Linked DNA regions of Sus scrofa: region 2 is linked to region 1. The links are chromatin contacts, called in public HiChIP or PLAC-seq maps. All regions are on one chromosome and are shown on one strand. Each heading gives the region's core, a stretch centred on a gene start, on an enhancer-like site or on the middle of the called end of the contact. The rest is flanking DNA. Distances are from core to core; before and after follow the strand shown. Region 1 holds the start of ZNF423 (zinc finger protein 423). Region 2 overlaps ZNF423 (zinc finger protein 423).

What was found. HiChIP or PLAC-seq counts read pairs in DNA pulled down with a chosen protein or histone mark.
Region 2: an H3K27ac HiChIP or PLAC-seq map of skeletal muscle shows a contact between it and region 1, with 4 times the contacts expected there. The contact joins the enhancer-like site here to the promoter of ZNF423 in region 1. A contact is called at or near these places in 6 of 47 Hi-C or Micro-C datasets (brain, heart right ventricle, mesenteric adipose tissue and 3 more) and 1 of 2 datasets of contacts at active chromatin or transcription factors (skeletal muscle).

The regions. Positions count from the first base shown.
Region 1 is chr6:34,924,890-34,932,290 of Sscrofa11.1, reverse strand. It overlaps ZNF423 (zinc finger protein 423), which reads right to left and starts at 3,005. Exons shown (of 8, transcript XM_021094227.1): 1 at 2,901-3,005.
Region 2 is chr6:35,025,628-35,033,028 of Sscrofa11.1, reverse strand. All of the region lies in intron 2 of ZNF423 (zinc finger protein 423), which reads right to left. Among named protein-coding and RNA genes, the nearest start is that of ZNF423, 100 kb to the right of the region's middle. Within about 2 kb of position 3,163, at least 25 of the 83 cell types and tissues checked have an H3K27ac peak or open chromatin away from gene starts, as enhancers often do. A contact at or near this core is called in mesenteric adipose tissue, retroperitoneal adipose tissue, skeletal muscle and 1 more, where this site is marked.

The sequences.
Region 1 (7,401 bases), core at 1,756-4,255:
ATTGTCCCCTGCCGCACACAAAAATAATAATAAATATTAATGATTTGAAAATGCCCAAACGCCTGATTTGGAGATTATGATGGATGGGGAGGGGGAATCCCTCAACTCAGCCTACTTGGGGGGCTCGAAACGGCCGCAGCCGCTCAGAAGCCGCAGCTTGGGGCCCCTGGCTCACGCCCCCTTCTCTGGCTCTCGGCTCGGTCCGGTGCCGGCCCCCCGGAGGAGGAAGGGGCGCGCGGGGGCGCTCAGGCAGCGGCGGGCAGGCGCGCCCCTGCCCCAGGCATCGCTCAGCCCGTGCGCCGGGCCGCCGCTGCCTGCCCTCGGGCTGCGGTGCTCAGCGCGCTGCGCGCTGCCGATCCCCAGGCCGGTGCCAATTCGCCGGCCCCGCTAGCTGCCTCCATGGGCCAGGGGCTTGGAGAGGGGGGAGGCGGCGGCGGCGGCGGAGGAGGAGGACGAGCAGGCGGCGGCCGGGCTCCCGTCCTCCTGGGCAGCGGCGGCGGCGGCTGCGCCCCGGCTCCTCCGCGCTCCAGCCGGCGCCGGCCCGCCCGCCAGCCTCCCTTGCGCTCCTGTCTTCTTTGTGGTCGCTGGCTCTCCTCCTCCCGATCCGGCTGCTGGGGCTGCACTGCAGAGACACATAATAAAGCCAGGCTTGGCTGGAAATGTAGCCGGGTCCCAGCAGGAGGATGTGAGGAGCGGAGTCCCGGCGGGGGAGCGCTCTGATCCCGTGGGGCGCCCCGCACTGCTCCGGCTCGGATCAGACGGAGAGAGGGCCAACAGCACCGAGCGATGGACAGCGCTGGAAATACAGCTCCGGCCGCCCGCAAAACCCGGACCGCGGCGGCGGCGGCGGCGGCGGCAGGCACGGCGCGGGCGCGGGCACCGCACCGGCACGCGGGGCCCCAATTCCAGCGCTGGAGGCACCCGGGGGGGAGGAGGGAGCAGACACAGGGCCCACGCATGCTGTCAAAGTCGCCAAGATACATTTGCATCATAAACTGAAAAAAGTGAGAGAACTGGGGGGAAAGGGGGCAAACCGGGATGAAATTGCCCAGACATTGCCACCTCCGCAAATTATGCCCCACGCACATGAATTATCCCTGAACTTGGCTTTTCCCTCTCGGATTTTGCCCATTGGTTGGTGTCTGAAGACCAATTCTGCCCCACATCTACAAACTCTTCCACCACTGAGCTAAATGTGATCGCCCCCAACAGCTGAATCTAGAGCGTTCGCGCATGTGGTTGCACGCTTCTTAGCTAAGACTACCGTAGCCCCCAAATATTGCGGAAGCACCACGTCCCCTTACCACTGAAAGGAAGAAACCAGCTACCACTTGACAAATTTTGCCCCAGCCACCAGGGGGCGCCTCTGGAAAGATTTGAGGCTTGGGTTTCCGAGCCCGCTGGGGAAGGGGCTCAGACTTCGGAGAATTCTTCCCCAAGCGGCTCCCCAAACCGTTCCTTTGAAGCCTACCCATCCCCCACCAGCTGTAAGAGGCCAAGTCCAGGTTGGGTGGAAGGACCCGACATCGTCAGCCCCCGCCACCCGCCCTTCCCCGGGCGAGTGGCGCCACCTTGGGCCGGCTAGCCCCAGAGCGGGGAGAGCGGAGCGGGTGCTCTGTGCGGCGCTGGGGGTTATCAATCTCGCGGATCGATAAGTTGCCACTTGGAGAGAGGAGGGCTGCGTCCCCTCGGAGACGAGTTACCCGGGGCAACCTTTCACGGAAAAACCCGCTGCCCGCCGAGAGCCGCGCCGGGGCCGGCCGGGCAGCGGCGCCCGCCCCAAGCAGGGCGCCTGCGCCCCGCGGTTCCCCAGCCGGCCTGCCAGTCGCGCCCGCGCCCCACTCTGCTGGCTTCGCGGTCCCACTCGGCTTGCTCGCCTCTCTGGGCCTCCGGGTTCCGACCCAGTGCTGGACCGATAACAGAGATAGATGCCACCCTCGCAGATGGGGTGCAGGGATCGGCCTTAAGGCAGGTTCAGGGAAGAAGACCAAGCTTGCGCGCTCAAGGCCGTCTCCGAGGTAGAGTCGGGCGACCAGAGAAACGCGACGCCGCCGAGGCATACACTCTGACACCGGGAGGCAGAGAGCGAGTATCCCTAGAGAGACCGGGACGGAGACGTCCCCTAACTGGTACTCAGGCTCAGAGGTCCACCTTTTCCCCTCGTTAGGGCTGCCGCCCCCAGGATCACCGCCCTCCCCAGCTCTTGCGTCGAGAGTGTCCGACATCTCGGCCTTCCCGGAGGGAAATAGGAGCCGCCTCCCGCAGCTCAGGGATGGCCGGGGTTATGATGAGAGGGGGTGCCAAGGGCCTAAGCGAGGGCAGAGGCCACAAGACGCCTGGGAAGGAGCCAGGAAGGAGGGGCCGAATCGGCAGCTCCCCACCCCCGCCGGCGCCTGGGATCGCGGCCCGCGGAGAGAGGCTGACAGGCGGCAGATGGCACACGCTGGGGGAGGGGGGCGATTGGCCTCGGCTCCGGGGTGCCCCCGCCGCGGGCTGCCTCTCCTAGGGGGAGGGGGTGGAGAACAGCCCGCGGCTTGCCCTCCCAGGCTCTCTGGGGGGCTGGAGACTGCGGATCGTGCCCAGCCGGGAGCCTGGAGAAAGAAGGGATGGACAAAAGGAGCGCGGCGGGGAAGGGGTTGCTGGAGGAAAGGAGGGGTCACCGAGCGGGGAGGGCTGGTTGGAGACCCGCGGCGCTGCCCTTTTTCCACCCTCAGGAACTGCGGAAGGCCCAGAGGCCAGAGGTGGGGGTAACAGGCTGAGGGGCAGGCGACAGGCCATCCACAAGGGAACGAATCCACAAGGCTAGGTGTCCTAAACAAGCGCACAGTTTTTTAGACCCACTCCTGCGCGTCGCCGTTGCACACTTTCGCGTCCCGACGCTCACCCCTCCCCCAAAAGACCTGGCTGCAGCCTCCCAGCTCGATGGTTTTCGGGGTGCGGAAGGAGTTCCACTTCGTCCCTGCGTCCCTGCTTCGGCCCGGCCTGCTCGCTTAGAAGCTTGTTTCGTTTTTAACTCCTTTCAGAAATATGCTGTTTTAAGGAAAATTCCAGAGCAGCAAAAATCCGGGATCTCCTTACTGAAAGGGTCTCAAGAGGCACCGGGTGAGGGCAGGGCTAGCTGCCTGCTGCAAGGGCTTTGCTTCTCACCAGCCTGGCCACTTGAGGCCAGAAAAAAAGTCATTTTCAGATACCGTTTGGTACCCCACCTGCTCCCTTCCTGCGGGGTACCCAGGAGTCTGGGCCCCTCCCGCCATGAGAAAAGTCCCCTTGTCGCCTCTTCTTCCTAGTGAAGGGCTGCTCCGGCCCTACCCAGAGGCTGGCTAGGGAACCCCTTTGTAAACTGTAAGGAACCCCCATTGGGAAATGCAAGAGAAATTACAAGGTAATGTTTGTGAAAACAAATAAGACCTTGTCCACATAAACGGGGCATCTTCCTTCTGAGTCACAACTTCACTGGAGGACAGGCGCCTCTCACTCAAGGTACTGCCTTTCCACACCCAAGGATGTAAGGATGTAAATCCCCAGACACACACCCAATTAGGTGTCCCTCTGAGTTTCAAAAAGAAGCAGGTGTCATCCAGAGCAGCCTGGTAAATGCCGGAGGAGCAGTGGGTGACAAAAAACAAGGTAGACAAATAAAGTAAAATAAGATAGGGCTCCTGTTGTGACTTCGGAACTAGTATCCTGGAGTTCCCACTGTGACTCAGTGGGTTAAGAACCTGACTAGTATCCATGAGGATGCAGGTTCAGTCCCTGGTCTGCCCCACTGGGTTAAGGATCCTGCGTTGCCTCAAGTTGTGGCATTGGTCAGATCGGTGTTGCCATGGCCAGCAGCTATGGCTGGGATTCTACCCCCTAGCCTGGGAACCTCCATATGCTTCAGGTGCGGCCCTAAAAAAGACCAAAAAAAAAAAAAATTACATAAACTAGTATCCCTGAAAAGTCTCCAAAGTTGTTCAAGAGGTGCTTTGCAATAAGTGACCAAATGACTCCTTTCTTGCCCTACACACACATATACACACACACACACACCTGTGTGTTTTAAATGACACTTGAGGAGTTCCCGTCGTGGTGCAGCGGTAAACGAATCCGACTAGGAACCATGAGGTTGCGGGTTCAATCCCTGGCCTCGCTCAGTGGATTAAGGATCCGGCATTGCCATGAGCTGTGGTGTAGGTTGCAGACGTGGCTCGGATCCCATGTTGCTGTGGCTCTGGTCTAGGCTGGCAGCTACAGCTCCAATTTGACCCCTAGCCTGGGAACCTCCATATGCCCTGGGAGTGGCCCTAGAAAAGGCAAAAAAAAAGACTAAATAAATAAATAGATGACACTTGAATATATACAATCTGGAATTTGTGATCTTTGTTTAGACATTTTCATAACTTGAGAATCACACTCTCCACTGGGAAAACTTGCATCAGCCTATAAGAAAGAAATCATTTTGGGGAGGGAAGATGAACCCTCAGTTTTCCCCCAGGAAATAAGTTCATTCCTTTGTTAGTTGTTTAGTCAACATTCATGTATTCACTGAGTGCCTACTGCGTGCCCAAACTGAGGGTAAGACAACAAACAAGCAGGACCACAGTGCCTCCTTGCTGGGGCTTGTTCTCTAGTGTGGAGGCTGACTTTTAATAAATGGCCACATAAATAATTATTTAATTACCGTGGCGAACAATCCTGAGAAGGAAAAATATAGTGTAAATGAGGCCAAAAAGCAGAGGGTCACAGCAGTGGTTTGGCTGAGAGCCTGGAGGAGGCCGAAGGAGTCAGAGAAGAGGACCCAGAACAGAGTTCCTGGCAGAGCGAGCAGTGTGTGTAAAGGCCCTGAGGTAGAAAAGAGCTGCGTGAGGGAGTTCCCGTGGTGGCTCAACGGTTAACGAATCCGATTAGGAACCATGAGGTTGCGGGTTCGATCCCTGGCCTTGCTCAGTGGGTTAAGGATCCGGCGTTGTTGTGAGCTGTGGTGTAGGTCGCAGACGCGGTTCAGATCCTGCATTGCTGTGGCTCTGGCCAGGGCCAGTGGCTACAGCTCCGATTAGACCCCTAGCCTGGGAACCTCCATATGCCGCAGGAGCGGCCCAAGAAATGGCAAAAAGACAAAAAAAAAAAAAGAAGAAGAAGAAGAAAGAAAGAAAGGAGCTGCGTGATTCCGAGGAGAAGTTGTCACAGCCCCAAGCAAAGGGCCCCAAGGGGACAGGTGAAGCCAGGCTGAGGAGCCAATGTGACCCATCTTCCAGTCCAGTCTCCTTCCTGATCTTGCTGGAGAACCTTGAGAAGAGACTCTCTGCCTCCATTTTTCTCATCTGCAAAATGGGAACACGGAGAGCATGGATCTCATGGAGTTTTCCTGAGGACCTCGTGTTAGTGAGAGCTGCCAGTCTGGCCCACAGCAAGGCCATTATCAGGCTGGCACCTCCTTCCCTTCCTGTCTCTCCCCTTCACTATGCCTCAAGGTCAAAAGCATTCCTAGCAATTCCCTTGTGGCGAAGTGGGGAAAAGATTTGGCGTTGTCCCAGCAGCAGCTTGGGTACCGCTGTGTTACAGGTTCAGTCCCTGGCCCAGAACTTCTACACGCAATGGGCATGACGACAAATTAAAAAAAAAAAAAGAGTTCCCGTCATGGCGCAGCACAAATGAATCTGACTAGGAACCATGAGGTTGTGGGTTCCATCCCTAGCCTCGATTAGTGGGTTAAGGATCCGGCGTTGCCGTGAGCTGTGGTGTAAGTCGCAGACAAGGCTCAGATCCCGCATTGCTGTGGCTGTGGAGTAGGCCAGCAGCTGTAGCTCTGATTGGACCCCTAGCCTGGGAACCTGCATATGCCTCAGTTGCCACCCTAAAAAGCAAAGAAAAAAAGAAGAAAAAGAAATATTTCTAGAGAGAGATGTCAGTCACACAATTGCAAATTCCCTCCTTGCCCTGACAGGTCCCTCCTTCCCTGGGCTGCTGCTTTCTAGCAGCTTTGTGTCTATCAAGAGGTTCTGTGTTGATTCTTTCCTTTTTATCTTCTGCATTTGTGTGTGTGTGTGCGGTTTGTTTTGTTTTGTTCTGTTGCTTTTTAGGGCTGCACCTGCGGCATGTGGAGGTTCCCAGGCTCGGGGTCTAATCAGAGCTACAGTTGCTGGCCTCTGCCACAGCCACAGCAATGCCAGATCCTTAACCCACTGAGCGAGGCCAAGGATCGAACCTGCAACCTCATGGTTCCTAGTCGGATTGGTTTCAGCTACGCCATGACAGGAACTCCTGCATTTTTGTTTTATTGTAATGGGCCATCTGGTTGGGGAACCCAGGTTTTCCTGGACCCTCCTGTCCTGAGGGTACAAGGAAGCAATGATCGAGCCCTCTGGCTGATCCATCAGGAGAGAGCCTGGCACCTGGACCATTAACCAGCAACCACTCACATCCAGCTCTCCCCAGCCGCCCCCAGTCTTGGTGGCACTGAAGTTCCCTTTCACACAGCTTAGTTGTGAAGCTTCTGAGGCGTCAGAACAGTAAATCAAGGTAGAAGAGAGTCCCTTTCTCTGCCCTAAGTTCTCAGCCTGGAGTTTTCGGGAGGGAAATCCCTACAGAAGCTCCTGAAATTCTCCAAGGGTCCCCAGTGCTCCCCACCCCCATGACCACAGCTCAAAGAGGCCAGCAGCAGGCCCAGACATCTGTGTCCCTGGGGCTGTGGGAATCCAATGCCAAAAACAATAAGTCGGGTGTGGGAAACTCCTTGTCTTCTCCAGGTTCTGCTCAGCTGGGAAAGCCATTTCTATTTTATCATCATTATTATAATTATTTAATTCTTTGAGCATCAGCAGTCTTTGCAGGGAACACCCACAAAGCAACAAAGAAGAAACCCGCTTGGCAGGAGGGTCCCAGTGGACTTCCACCCTCGGAAAGCTTGAAACTCCTGGCCTGGCCCTGAGACCTCCACCCAGACCACCTCCAGCTGCCCTCCAACCCGTACACGGCACACGCAAACCTGGGCTCATCCATCGCTTTGTGAAAAGGCTTCTTTTACAGTGTTTGTGATTCATTTTGAAAGAAAAAAAAGCCATCCAGGGTATAATGTATGTGATAGGTGCCCAGTTTTCTAAGCTTGAACTAGAACTGGTCACAAGGTTGCTCCATCAGCTACTAATGTTTTGCTAATTAGCAAAGGGGATATCCAAAAAAAAGATAGATGTAGGAATGGGCTCTCATTGGTGGAAACAGTCATTCAAGCTATGGTAGAGCAAAATGGCCCAGAAACACGCCCCACCTTGCCTGCACAGGGAGTATAAATCTGGCAAGGCTGGGGTGACCTGTCCCCTTAGGGCACGCCCCTTCCCACCCCCACCTTCAAGGTCGATCCCTCTAGGGGCCTGTGTCCAGCCATCAGGTAAGATTTCTGACTGCGCCTGCGAGGTGCGCCAC
Region 2 (7,401 bases), core at 1,914-4,413, 100 kb before region 1:
AGGGCACCTCTTCAGGGGGGGCATGAGCTGAGCTGCAGGAGACAAGAAGGAATCAAGCTACCGAAACATGCAGAAAGGCATTCTGAGGCAAGGAGAGAGAGCACAAAGGACCCTGAAGTGCTGGAGCATCGGGTCCATTCCAAGAAGTGAGAGGACGGCAGCGTGTCTACAGCCGGAACAGGGAGTGCAGTCTTGGGCCAGATCCTGATGGGACACTAACTGGGAAGGAGCACAGAATCAGTGCATCTTTTTCTTGTGGGGGGGGTGTGTGTGTCTTTTTAGGGCCACACCTGCAGCATATATGGAAGTTCCCAGGCTAGGGGTCAAATCAGAGCTACAGCCGCCAGCCTACACCACAGTCACAGCAACACCAGATCTGAGCCCCATCTGCGACCTACCCCACAGCTCCCGGCAACACCGGATCCTTCACCCACTGAGCGAGGCCAGGGATCAAACTTGTATCCTCATGGATACTAGTTGGATTCGCCTCTGCTGAGCCACAACAGGAACTCCGAGAATCAGTGCATCTTGATTTAAGGCAAATATGAAAAATCCCAAGTGAATCTGGATAGACCGAGGGTGGTCGTGAACAGATTAAACAGTGGCGGGAAGCCTCCAGACTTTAATTCATCTTGGGTCAAATGGTATTGGCAAACTTTTCAAACACCAGAAGGCCATGTCAGCAGAATGCAGTGGCTCTGGGCAAAAGTGCGGTGGCTGGGGCACAGGCTGCCTGGTCAGACCTGGGTTCGAATCCCACCATTACTGCAGCCACACAAGTGTTCTGATTTATCAAAGATGCAATTATATTCAGAGCCATGCTGGTCTTCCAAGTGTCAGACCACACAGACACACACACACACACACACACACACACACACACACAGCCCCCACTTAACAATATAATGACGAGATCTACCTCACCAAATGGTGGGGTGAGGGGTTGCCCAACTTTGACGGTGATGGGGCTTTCGCCTCCCCTCAAGGGCAAAGCTCTTAGCCAAGACCCCAGAGCATGGAAGCAGCATAATAAGAGCCTCAAACTCATCTGGGGACCCCTAGTCTTTCCCACTCAGGCTATCTTCACCCGTCTCAGGATGCTCACCTCCAAATTGAGCTTCGAGAGAGGAAAAGCTGGACCGAGGGGGCCATCACTGGGGGACAGCATCGCCCACCCTACCCATTAGCCCAGGAATCTAAGAATCTGGGCCACTGTGTCAGGGCTGGAGCCCAGGAAGGCATTTGAAACAGGTGGCATGGTGCAGCACCCAGCTTCCACGGATGCCAACAAACAACTGTACCCATAGGGGGACCACAACGCTGGCCTTCTCCTGACCCCACAGTGCTGGGCTCAAGCTGGGTGGCACTCAGCACCCCTGAACAGGAAGCTGCCATGCTTGTCCTGTCCACAGAGCATGTCCAGACTTCCCAGCCCAGCACCAGCAACTTGAACAATTCAAGGGCCTGGGAGTCCCCACCAGGACCGGTCACCAGCTCTGACAGGGGAACCATCGTCAGAGAACTCTAGCCCTGGATAGGTCTCTGAGCATCTGGCCCTTTAAAAAAAAGGGGGGGGGGAGCAGGGGGAGTTCCTGTCGTGGCTCAGCGGAAATGAATCTGACTAGTAACCATGAAGATGCGGGTTCGATCCCTGGCCTCAAACAGTGGGTGAAGGATCCAGCGTTGCCGTGAGCTGTGGTGTAGGTCGCAGACACGGCTCGGATCTTGTATTGCTGTGGCTGTGTGCAGGACGGTGAATACAGCTCCAATTCGACCCCTAGCCTGAGAACATCTATATGCCGCAGGTACAGCCCTAAAAAAAATTTTTTTAATTAAAAAAAAAAAGACAAGGCCAGAAGTTTGGGTTTCATAGCTTCTCCCTGTGCGACCTGACAGAGACACTGCACATCCCACCTCTCACTACCTTCTTTTAGTCCCCTGGGCACTCAGGACCTTATTGCATTTATTGCTCCCTGTCTCCTAACCCCCAATCCAACGTAAGCTCCAGGAGGGCAGGAATCTCCACCTGGGGTCATTGATTAAGGCTTGGCCTTGAGAAGGTTCTCAACAAGGTTCGTTAAACTAAGTAATTTGGGGGGTTCATTACGTGCTCAATAAACATGAGACGGGGGCTGCCGCCAGGGTCCAGGCTGTTTGGGAAGAAGATGAGCCTCCCGTCCCTGGAGGCATTCAAGCAGAGCATGGAAAAACACATACTGGGGAGTGTTGATACCAGGAGGGGCTTAGACGATGGGGGCTTCCAGGCTCTCTCCAATTCCAAGAGCTTCTGGACCTGCCTCTGCCCAGAGCCTGGGGGCAGCCAGCTCCCGACACCGCTGGACAGCCAAGGACAGACACGGTCTGTGGGGCCGGCGCACATGTGCACAGAGTTCAGACGGCTGCCTTCATGTCTGGACCCCTAGGGGTTTATCAGCACCACAGAGTGCCGCCCCTTACAAGGCTTAATGAGAGATGGAATCATTCTGGGGGGGCTGGAGGGGGGAGCAGGGGTCGGAAAGAAAGAAAAAACTTTTCTGCCAACATTGTGCGTTGAGTGCCAGGCGGAATGGACTTAAATCCTCTCTCAAAGGCCCCCCTGGGCAGGGCACTTCCTGCAGACAATTGGAACGCAGCCTGTAGGGCTCGACTTCCTTTGTGTTAACTAATTTCTGACTCGGGGTTTTCAGCTATTTATTTCTAGAACAATGCAGTCACAGCAACGGTTGTCCAGCACGGCAACCTTCCTGGCCGTTGACAGGGTGCCCTCCCCTGCTTTTCTCCGAGGTAGAGGGAGGGGGAGGTGTGAAAAGCCATCGAAGAGTTGGGGGGACGTGGTCCAGCCTGTCCTCCCTGAGTCCGAGTTCATTTCCGGCTCTCTAGAGACAGAGGGCAAGAGAGGACCCCGGAGGGGTCTTACAGACCCAAGCTTTCCGACCAGGCAGCAACCCAGGCAAGGAAAGAGGATCCGACCCCCAGAAGGACCCCCTTCCTCCGTTCAGTAATTAACCCAAGTTCCCGGAGCCCTTCCGCAAGCGGGCAAGCGCGTCCGCCCGCTTTCCCCTTTCTGTAATCTTTTTCTAATTTGCCTTGCGCTTCCTGCTTCCTCCGAAAGCCACCTTAATTGGAAACTCTTTCCTTCACAAGGAAAGTTCCTCTCTGCTCTCTGAGGACACCTATCGAGGGTGGAACCAGGCTCTTCCGTAGTAATTCTTCGCAGACCCGGCTAATAATGACCCTCTTTCGCTAATGAAAAAAACACACACATGCACACATTGTGGCTGCTGTAATTAAGCTTGTGACGCGTTGAGTTGGAGGGAAATTAGATTTATTTACATGCTGTTCTGTTGCTGATGAAGCACTAGCTATCAGGAAGGCTTCTAATTAACCCTCGTTTAGAGGCTGTGCTCTCTGCGCCTCCTTCCCGCTACGTACCCTTTGTAAATTGCACTTGGTTAAAAATAATAATCATCATCATTAGCCATTCTTAGAGTTCATTCTCTCTGGTAACTCTCTTTAATCCTCGAGCTGTGTTGCCCAGATGCTGACAGTAATAAAATGCCTGAAAGATTTCAGTTCTGAGCTGTAATCACGTCAATTTGCCAGCCAATGAGGGTTACAGGAGGGCCTGCCCCCGGCACTCAGCAGATCAGAAGTGGAGCCAGGGACAGGCCTGCCCTGAAGAAGGTTGGGATGATCGGAAAGGAACTGGGGGAGTGGCCGGTTGAGACAGAAAGAACGGCAGAGGGCCTGGCTGGAAGCAGGCTGCGCTCAGGTTTGAGACGGAAGAAGCAGAGGACTTGAAGGTTTGAGAGAGGCAGCAGAAGCAGGTGCAGCATTTAGGCAAGATCCGGGCAGAGCCCACAGAGGCGACTGGAAGCCTCGATGTCCAGCCTTCAGAACGGACTTGCTGCCCTGTGACTGGCTGCTTCCTCCGCCTGGGTGTGTGTGCAGCTACGTCTGGAAATGAAAGAGGCCCAGGATGCTAGGGCTAGAAGCACACAGGTCCAGGGCTAGGCATTCACATCCTGGAAGGCCTGGGTCCTTGGAAGCCGGTTTCCAGGAAGCAGTGTGCATCTAACAAGGGTGTCCACCACCATTAACCACAGCTCCTTGGATCCGAGAGGCCACTAAATGCATTTTTGTTGTTGTTGTCTTTTTGTCTTTTCTAGGGCCGCACCTGCGGCATATGGAGGTCCCCAGGCTAGGGGTCGAATCGGAGCTGTAGTTGCCGGCCTACGCCAGAGAAACAGCAACACGGGATCCAAGCTGCGTCTGCAACCTACACCACAGCTCACGGCAACACTAGATCCTTAACCCACTGAACAAGGCCAAGGATGGAATCCGCAACCTCATGGTTCCTAGTCAGATTCGTTAACCACTGAGCCACAACGGGAACTCCAGGAATGGCTTTTTTAGGGGGAGAGAGTCATTTCATTAGACATACTCATGGATATTCAAATGCGCCACCAATGTCAGAAATGTGAGATTATGATAACTTAAACTCAAGGCAAGGTGATTATCAAGTCTTCAGAGGGCAGCCTTGCCAGAAGCCAGACCCTGCCTGAAATAGGCTCCATGTTCTACTGATGCCAAGGCAGGAGCGTCTAGGCAGTCACAGCTGGCCCCGGGCACCACCACCTCTCAGGGTCCTCCTCCCTTGCAGCTAGATGGCTCAAGTGTCCCTACCCTTCCCTTCAGGGCCCCAGGGAAGCTTCACATGGGAAGATGGAAACAGCTCATCTAGCCCAGCTCCTTCCCGGTCAAGGCCACCGCCTCCAGCATCCCTCCTGCAGGCTGTCCGGGGGCCACCAGCAGGAGGGAGGTGGTTGTGACAGTCGCCAGGCAGTGGACTCTTTGATGGAGAGAAGGGGGCACAGGTGAGCTGGCAACGAGGGGACAACATACATCCTGAGCTGGGATTCTCGTGAGCACCTCCGACAACAAGTCCACTGTGAGACGGGGGTGGGGGAGGGCATGAACCAGAAAGGCTGCAGAACCCGAGTCCATGCAGCGGCTTGGAGTTTGTTTATAAAGCACGTGGGATTTTTACAAGCCTACGTCCTGCTGAAAGATGGCACAGCTCTAGAGTGGGGAGGGGAGTCCTCCTTCCATGTCACCAGCACACAATGTCTGTGAGCTGAGTGCTGTCTTCCTTCCAAATGACTTGCCACGCGGTACCGTGACGGTTGTTTCTTTGCCCGCAGACTGTGCAACATCAGGCAAGGCCCGCGTGGTCCCTGGAGGAAAGACACCAGATCCAGCACCTCTGCACCCTCCCAGCCAAGACACAACAGACCCTGCATCAATCACTGTGCGTCAATAAATGAGGCCAAGGATTTCCAGTCTCAAAAATCACATTTTCCTGGACTTTCAGTCAAGTCCTGCAGATGCCCCGGATTTGAGAAGCTGACCCCACACCCAGCTCACTGACTTGCAGAATTAACATCTGCCACTTGGTCCTGTTTACCCAAACTTAGCTCATGAACTTGTAGCAAAGGGAACCCTTTGTGACGTGTTCACACAATCACTGCCACCTTCCCTGACGCAGGGAAGGGGCTTCGGAAGCATCTGTGAAGTGAATGGGGGAACCAGCCCCCCATTCCCATTAAGAAGATGGTTTTGTGGAGTCCCCACTGTGGCTCAGCGGGTTAAGAACCTGACATAGTGTGCATGAGGATGCAGGTTCAATCCCTGGCCTCACTCAGTGGATTAAGGATCTGGCGTTGCCACAAGCTGCAGCAAAGGTTGCAGATATGACTCGGATCCCTCGTATCTATGACTGTGGCGTAGGCCGGCAGCTGCAGCTCTGATTTGATCCCTAGGCTGGTGAGAACTTCCATCCACTGCAGATGGGGCCATTAGAAGGAGAAGGAGAAGGAGAGGGAGAAGAAGATGAAGAAGAAAGAGGAGGAGGAGGAGATGGCTTTATCATCCATCAGCTAAAGTAAGTTTCCAGACCATGAGAAGCCCCTGCAAGCTGAAGACTGCAGCATCTGCTCTTTAATTGCCCAGCATTTTCAAATCACCATGGCCCAACCCCATAGAACTCACACTCGTAATTTCTAGAATTCAACCCAGGACCGCAAGTTATTGGAACTCCTGGGAACTCAAACCAAGCCAGACACATGACCACCTGCCTTCAAACCCCCCTCCTGGCCTCGGCAGGAAAAGCCCCCTTGCCATCACTTCTGAGGAGGAATGGCCTCGAAGGCCACGTGCCTCGGACACCCAAATGGCAAACAGGTTTACCTGCCGCGCAGCAGGTGGGAGGAGACCAACTTTCCCAAATGCTCAGAAAGGGAAATATGGTCCAAACGGCAAGTCAGAGAAAGAACGACGTACGACTCCTCGCTGAGAACCCACCGTTCATCAGCTCCTCCCCTCCGCGCTGCTGGTCTGTTTCAGCCGTCGTCACCCTGGTTCAGAATCGTGTCACCTCTTCCCCTGATGACCGCAAAAAACCTCAGGGGCTTATCCAGCCACTCATCAGACCCTGAGGTGACACCTGCTAGGTGGCAGGCACTAGGATATTCTTCTTGCTCCACGTTCACCTGCCAACAGTGGAAAATGGTCTATCCAGGAGCCCGAACACCAGAAGGATCCACTTCAGGGATTTGTTCTAAAGGATGTTTAAAACAGTCATCCTTTCAAAAATGACTATGCCCTCATACTCCTTAAAGCATGACACTCCAAGTCTAAATTATAGTCGCAAAGGGTGCATATACTCAGGTGACAGAACAGTAAAGAAATGCAGCGAGGAGTTCCCGTTGTGGCACAGTGGTTAAGAAATCTGACTAGGAACCATAAGGTTGCAGGTTCGATCCCTGGCCTTGCTCAGTGGGTTAAGGATCCGGCGTTGCTGTGAGCTGTGGTGTAGGTCGCAGACGCAGCTCGAATCCCGCGTTGCTGTTTCTCTGGCGTAGGCCAGAGACTACAGCTCCAATTGGACCCCTAGCCTGGAAATCTCCATATGCCACAGCAGCGGCCCAAGAAATGGCAAAAAGACAAAAAAAAAAAAAAAAAAAAAAGAAAGAAATGCAGCGAGGAGTTCCCTGGTGGCCTAGCAGTTAAGGACTTGGCATTGTCACTGGAGGGGCTCTGGTTCAATCCCCAGCCTGGGAACTTCCACAGGTCACAGGCGCAGCCAAAAAATTGTTTTTAAAAATATAAAGAAATGCAAGGAAGCGACTGCCATGAAAGTCAGGTGAGTGGTTATTTCTGGAAGGAGGAGGGGGTCGTGGCTGGGAGGAAAAATAGGGCTCCTGGGGCGACCGGCCACTTCTCTCTCTAATCCTGGGAGATGGTTTCAATGACATCCCACCTTATAAAAATTCACTGAGTTCTACATTCGTTTTGTGGGGGGCCTGTATCTCTTTCTTTTTTTTTTTTTTCTTCTTTTTT